Regions from separate parts of the Xenopus tropicalis genome. Here region 1 is linked to region 2. Evidence: chromatin contacts called from public Hi-C data. All regions are on one chromosome and are shown on one strand. The core of a region is the stretch at or near the end of the contact, and the rest is flanking DNA. Distances in the headings are between cores, read along the strand shown. Region 1 has its middle 19 kb from the start of rnf11. Region 2 overlaps faf1 (FAS-associated factor 1).

The links. Hi-C and Micro-C count contacts between places; a contact is called where the count stands out from the background.
Region 1: a Hi-C map of liver shows a contact between it and region 2, with 3 times the contacts expected there. The contact joins two enhancer-like sites. A contact is called at or near these places in 2 of 5 Hi-C or Micro-C datasets (brain and liver).

What each region holds. Positions count from the first base shown.
Region 1 is chr4:96,151,965-96,155,175 of UCB_Xtro_10.0, reverse strand. No RefSeq gene overlaps it. Among named protein-coding and RNA genes, the nearest start is that of rnf11, 19 kb to the left of the region's middle. Within about 2 kb of position 1,330, at least 2 of the 11 cell types and tissues checked have an H3K27ac peak or open chromatin away from gene starts, as enhancers often do. A contact at or near this core is called in liver, where this site is marked.
Region 2 is chr4:96,051,240-96,054,658 of UCB_Xtro_10.0, reverse strand. All of the region lies in intron 2 of faf1 (FAS-associated factor 1), which reads left to right. Among named protein-coding and RNA genes, the nearest start is that of faf1, 15 kb to the left of the region's middle. Within about 2 kb of position 2,093, at least 5 of the 11 cell types and tissues checked have an H3K27ac peak or open chromatin away from gene starts, as enhancers often do. A contact at or near this core is called in liver, where this site is marked.

The sequences.
Region 1 (3,211 bases), core at 81-2,580, 100 kb before region 2:
TCCTGTCTAGTCTACGCCTGCTCCGTCCCATCCTGTCTAGTCTACGCCCACTCCTTCCCGTCCTGTCTAGTCTACTCCTGCTCCGTCCCATCCTGTCTAGTCTACGCCTGCTCCGTCCAGTCTAGTCTACACCCGCTCCATCCCGCCTGCCTTGTCTATGCCCGCTCCATCCCGTCCTGTCTAGTCTACGCCCGCTCCGTCCCGTCCTGTCTAGTCTATGCTCGCTCCAGCCTCTCTATGCCTGCTCCGTCCTGTAACAGCCCCTGCCTCAAGGACTCACCTTCCCATCTCCTACTCGTAACAGAATTTTCAGACCAAAGTGCTTAATGTAAACCAATGTTCAGGCACCGTGAATATGTATGTATGTATATCTTTATTATAAAGCGCTACTTATGTACGCAGCGCTGTACAGTAGAATAGATTAATAGTACAGTAGAATAGATTAAAATAAGGAGGGCTGGGCTTAAATAGGGCAGAGTCAGCCCTGATTGGCTGACCCCACCTAGCCAATAAGGCTGCTGGGGTGATGTTACCAAGCCCAGGACACAGGTGAAAGGAAACACAAGGCAATAACCTCTTGCTGGCTGCTCTCCTGGCTCAGTGGTTGGGGAGAGCAGCCAACAACCAGGAGGTCTTGGGATCAAACCCCAGCAGATCCTAACAACAGGATTTCTTGTCTCTGTTTTTATAAACATGTTCTTTGGTATCAGACTTCCTCTCTCAGAAAAACCCTAAATTCCCTGGGCCAGAGTCTGCACAGCTCTCTACTCTTTCCCCTCTCCTGCTCCCCCTTCCCATAAGAATGCTAAGAACACCCTCCCTCCTCCCTTAGGAATGTGTGATCTGAGCTATAACAGCTAGACTGCAAACAGGAAGCTATTTAAAATGGCAGCTGCTGTGCAAACTGAGAAAGCTTCCAGGGCTCTTTACTCAGGTATGGTAATGCTTTCGGCAGAATAAATATATTGTTCTAGGTGGCACTAATGTGGTGAATCTATTGGCAGTAAAATGCCAAAATGACTTTCCTTCTCCTTTAATAAGATCATATGTGGATGAAAATGCTAAACCAGCTTACTGTAGAATGTGCATGTGGATAGAATGCCCTTTCTTCAGTAACTTGTGTGGTTGGAATGGCTGTACAAAGACAGTAGGCATGTGGCCTAAATTATATTTTTGCCATGTTTAAACTGAAACATATATGTTTTGATTCAAAATTATTGCTGATAATGTTTGCTCATTATTTTGTAGTCAGTGATACATTCCACAAAAGATAATGTGCAGAGAGTCAATACACAGTACTTAAAGGAAGTCATTTGGAACCAGTGTGGTATCCTGAGGGATGTACCTGTCACCAGACCGCAATATGATTTATGGGGTAATACACAAGCACCAGCTTTTATTGCAGTTTTAGAAAACCACAGGAAATGCTATTTGCTCATAGTACCAGCAGTTACGTATTGCCATGATGGCAGGCAATATTTTGGCTGCAGTTCGGGACCACTCAAACTATAATCTGTTTCTTTCAGCAGATAAAATTGCTACAGCAATACAGGCTTTTGGCTTTTGGCAACTGTGCTGTCTGAGCCAACCATGTGGTCCTTGAACCTTGTTGAAGAAAAGGTAAGCCGAAGGGTGAAGGAGGCATTATTGGGCAGTCACATCAGGTGGCACATTGTGCAGTATTGTCCCAGCAATCAATCAGGGGTGTAATTGAAAAGGAATCAGACCTTGTGACTGCTGGTGGCCCCAAGAGTTGTAGGAGGCCCAGTTACACATTAATAAAATTTCAAAATATGTTTACCAAAATGCCTTTTTCCTAAAGAGTAGAAAATGTATTAATAAAATTTAAATAATCGTGCAGCCTAGCAACTTCAACTTATGCCACTGACTTCAACTTCATTCCCAGCATCATTCAGTCTTCTGGGGTGTATTGCATCTGTAACTGTGCAATTAACAGATGTTTATAATAAGCCTTCTCTTAAGTAGGCTCAGGGACTGGCCTTATGCTGTACTTATTCTGTACTTTTACATAATGTCGCTCTTCATGCTATTTACACTTGGAAACCTTCCGAGTGGAAAGCAAAACACATAGAAATACATTTTTTTTAAAAATGACCAATTGATGGGTGTGCACTCCCATGAAGTACATGCTGCCAAGATGGCAATATTGTTATTTGTACTGTTTTATATGTAACATTCACTGACCGACGGAAAATCTCTAAACCCAAACCCTCTCTTCTTATATATATATATGAACTTTCTGTACACAGATACATAGCACAGACTCACAACCACACCAATATTCCAATGTCACCTGTGGTAAAGTATCAGAAATGGCATTACAACTTTTCGGTGTGTGAGCTTCAAAAGACAGGATAGCATGAACACTTTATTGGAAAGGGCTGTGCAACTGTGGCTGAGCATGGAGCTTTGATGTGGTCACCCTGAGCATGACTGTTAGTTCTAATGTAAGGCACTCATTGTACTGCTATAGCACAGCTGCTCTGCAGCCACAGCACACCTGCACTGCTCTCAGCTTGCACTTTCCTTATAGGACTTTTTTTTAAGCTGCTAGGTTCTGGCGTACAACAGAGGTTCTACAGTGAACAAGAAGTGCTAGCTCAAAATGAACAAAACCAAAAATTCACTCTGTTCTCTATGTGAATATTTGTGTGTTTATATATTAAACATGTATATTAAGCCAGGTTAGAGTTGAAACTGCCACCAGTTGCATCGGTACTGATATAGTTGTATTAGAGGTGCCACTGTGCCTCCAATGGGTGTGTGTCTTAAATGACAATGACTACTAGGGATGTAGCGAACCTCAAAAAAAAAGTTCGCGAACCTGTTCGCGAACTTCCGCCGAAAATTGCGAATATTCGCGAACTTTGCGAACCCCATAGGGAAGGCGAACTTTAAAACCTAGAAAAGCCATTTCTGGCCAGAAAACTGATTTTAAAGTTGTTTAAAGGGTGCCACGACCTGGACAGTGGCATGCAGGAGGGGGATCAAGGGCAAAAACCTCTGAAAAATTGACACACGCCGTTTTTCGAAATGATCGGTAATTTTGCGACTTTTTCGTATTTTCCGGCGCTTTCGTAAAGTTATCGTAGGTTTTGCGACTTTTTCGGAGCATTCGTAACGTTATCGTAAGTTTTGCGACTTTTTCGGATCATTCGTAATGTTATCGTAAGTTTTGCGACTTTTTCGG
Region 2 (3,419 bases), core at 844-3,343:
TATTGAAATACCTTTTTTCCTATTTACGCTTGGTTGAGATTAAAATTCCAGTACCTAAAATACTGTTGTGATACCATTAGTACAGAAACTTATTTGAAAATACAGAATCACAATGCTCATGTATAGTTGTAAGTCAGGGAAGAAATAAAAATAATATACCAAATCAGATTTCAAAGCATGTGCTGTAAAGCATTTTTTCATTTGTACCTCATTTACAGAGTAAGTAACCCTTGCCAAGGTTCACATCAAGTGAGCTGTCATCATCAGAGAAAACAATGTTCAAAAACATTTGTATACAAATGGTGAAACCTCTACAGACTAAATTGAGCCTGCTAACTGTGTTGTATGAGCAGCTACTCCTGACAAGAATTTGCTAAATATTTTCCATTATGTAAGGGCAATTTTCTCTTTTAAATTATTCTCATTTATTATACAAAATACATGTGTTTCTGTGAAAATAAAATGGATTTGTTGCTTGAATAAGTGATTTGTCTGAGCTCAAGTTCAGAACTAATTGTACGACTTAAGAAGGGAACAACTATGATGATGTAAGCATATAGGAAGTTCTCAATGTGTCAGGTTCAAAATAGGCCACTCCCTTCCTTTCAGAAAACTGATCAGAGAGACAAGAGACGGACTGACTGACGGGTATAAAAAGTAGATTTTATAGTGGCCTTTTTACTTATTATTATTTTTCGTATTTTCTGACACTCTGATAGCATTGTTAATGGTTTAAAAGATTTGAACATTGAAGGTGAACAATGCCTTTAACAAATGTAAAAATGGCACCACCCCACTATGTTACTAAGGATAATTAGTGCAAAAGCAGAATGAAAGATTATAATAAAAATAAACCTTTGACTTAGTTAAAAGAAACTATTCCACATGGCATTTTTGGGAGCAAAATAGAAACCTCATAGGTTAGCTTGGTTGCTCCTGGTGACAATCTGCTTTTTGTGAATAATTCAGTGCAGAATTTTTAACCTATGGGATTTCTATTTTGTTTCCACAAGTGCCACATGGAATAGCTTATTTGAATGCAGACTGTTAAAGGTTACTTTTCATTGTAATCTTTAATTCTGCTTTTTCCACAGTGGGTGGTGCTAAATTGTTTTTATTTTTTTTTCATTTTGATTTGGAACTGATTACACTATTATATTGACAAACAGAAGGGAACTGATGAACAAACCAGGCTAGATAATCAGGTAACTGATGTTATTAAGGACGATTCTTACTGAGAATCTTTTTGTATCTAAAACTATGTTTATGATACCAGCTCTTTAGAGCGGGGGGGTCTGAAAAATGTTGTTTTTAGGGAAAGCATTATGTCCCCTTTGCCTTTCCCCATCTGCCTGATTCAAGTGGGCACATCTTATAGTTAATGAAGCAGCTTCAAATTTCTGAGTATTACGGCATCATATAAAGTTGGTACTGAGGTATACAGTTCTGAAAGTTTACTGTTGTAATGCAAAAATTTGCTTCTTTTATTTTAAAAAGCTTGTATGAGATTTGTTGCTTTGATTTAGTGATTTTCTATTTTCAGGCACCAATGAGTTAGAAATTGGATAATAAATATGATTAGAGTGGTCCATAGACATCATGTAAATTCAAAGTACAGACCCCTCCAGCTGTTGTTGGACTAAACCACATACAAGTATAGCATCTTTATAGCCCCAAGGAAAAATGCATAAAAATAGATCTGGAGAAATATTAAATCTCAAGGACATTTCGAGATTCTGTGCCGCATATTTTTTTCTTGTGTCTGGCCTATAACACAGCTTTAGTTTGACCCACCCATATATTCATTTACAGAAGTCATGCCATTCACTCACACACAAAAACAACATACAGTAAAACTGCTGTGCCTTTTAGGAAATATATATATATAGCATGCAGAAAGAGCATAGAGCTTTTATGAAATGCTGGTGACCGTTGGTTGTTGAGCTCTGGTTTAAAAATGTTAGAAAGCCAAGTTCATGGTTATTTATTTATGAAAATAGTAGCTATTAGGGGATTGCAGAGCTGGGACTGGCTCCCTCCCTCCCTCCTTTCCACTGTTTTCCTTGCACAATCGCCAAGTAGAAAAATGCAGAGTCATCATTCAGGCAACAAGCGAATAGATTGCTCCACAGTGTAATGAAAACTGCTTTTATTTCTGCCTATAGAGAGCTCTTTGTGTCACAAACATGCGCTGAGCTCCAGCCTTCTGCACTGTTTAATAGTTTGACAGGATGCGGTCACTAAATGAATACAGTCATACATTTTCTGTGACGTGAGTTATCAGGTATAGAACTACATTAGATACGAGTACTTCAGCAGAGGAATTTAGACTGAGTGTGATCCTTTGGAAGATACATGAAGGTTTGTCTGTTATATACAGATCATGTGCTGCAGTAAGGTCTTCTGCCTTAAAGGAGACATATTTGATAAATGGTAAAAAAAACCTTATGTTGTAGGCAATTATGAATAATATATGGTGCTGGTTTAATTTGGGCTAAAAATTAATCCTGTCTGTAAAAATGGCCCCTTTATTGGAAATCCTGTTTGTGTCAGTGTTTCAAATGAAGAGTGGGCGTGTCCTAACAGTCCCTGCCAGAAGCACAGCAGGAGGGGGAGAGCCAATCCACAGCCTTGCATTCATACAAGCAAAGACAGGCTTCAGTTCCCTATCAGGTCAGCTTAGCTGCTGATTGGTTCCTAAAGAGGATCTGTTGCATCTTTGGCATGAGGGGTATTAATATACTTAATACCTTAGTGAATGTCTGCTACTGTGCTGTGACAGATGGCCTTAGTTGAATGTGTATGTGCAGATCTTGACTTGGGTGTCCACGCCTTAGAGGATGTTGCTATTGCATTCTTATTTTTTGTTCTGCAAGCTTCTTGTTTGGGCTTTTAACTGCCCTTTGGTAGCAAGGTCTTAATTACCCTATTTACCAGGCAATAATTACAGTTTATCTATTTTTTTTGGTTGCCATGATCAGTGATCCTGACAACCATATAGCATTTTCTTCTTTTTTTAATAAATTCAAGGTTATTGGACACAGTGAATCTGAAAACCGTACACAAATTAGGTTGATAATACATTTTCAGTTGCATTCTAGTGTGGTATCTGGGTTATTTTCAGATCGGGATCCCCACCACCATGCCACCTGGTAATATAGGAGGACATCTTGGTGTTGCAGGCCCTCCTCTGTTAACTGGTAGTTGTAGTTTGGCAGCGCTGATTCTAGGTTGAGATGAGCCCCAGTACAGTTAAGATGAAAGGGGCTGAATTTTGAGAAACTTGTGAAGGGATTTTAACAGGGCTTTGCCGGAAAATATAGTGAATGTTCTTAGGATAAGAGCTTAATGCATCTGCTTAGGATCTAAGCTTAATGCATCTGCTTAGGATCTAAGGTAGCCTACTCTTAGCTTTAACT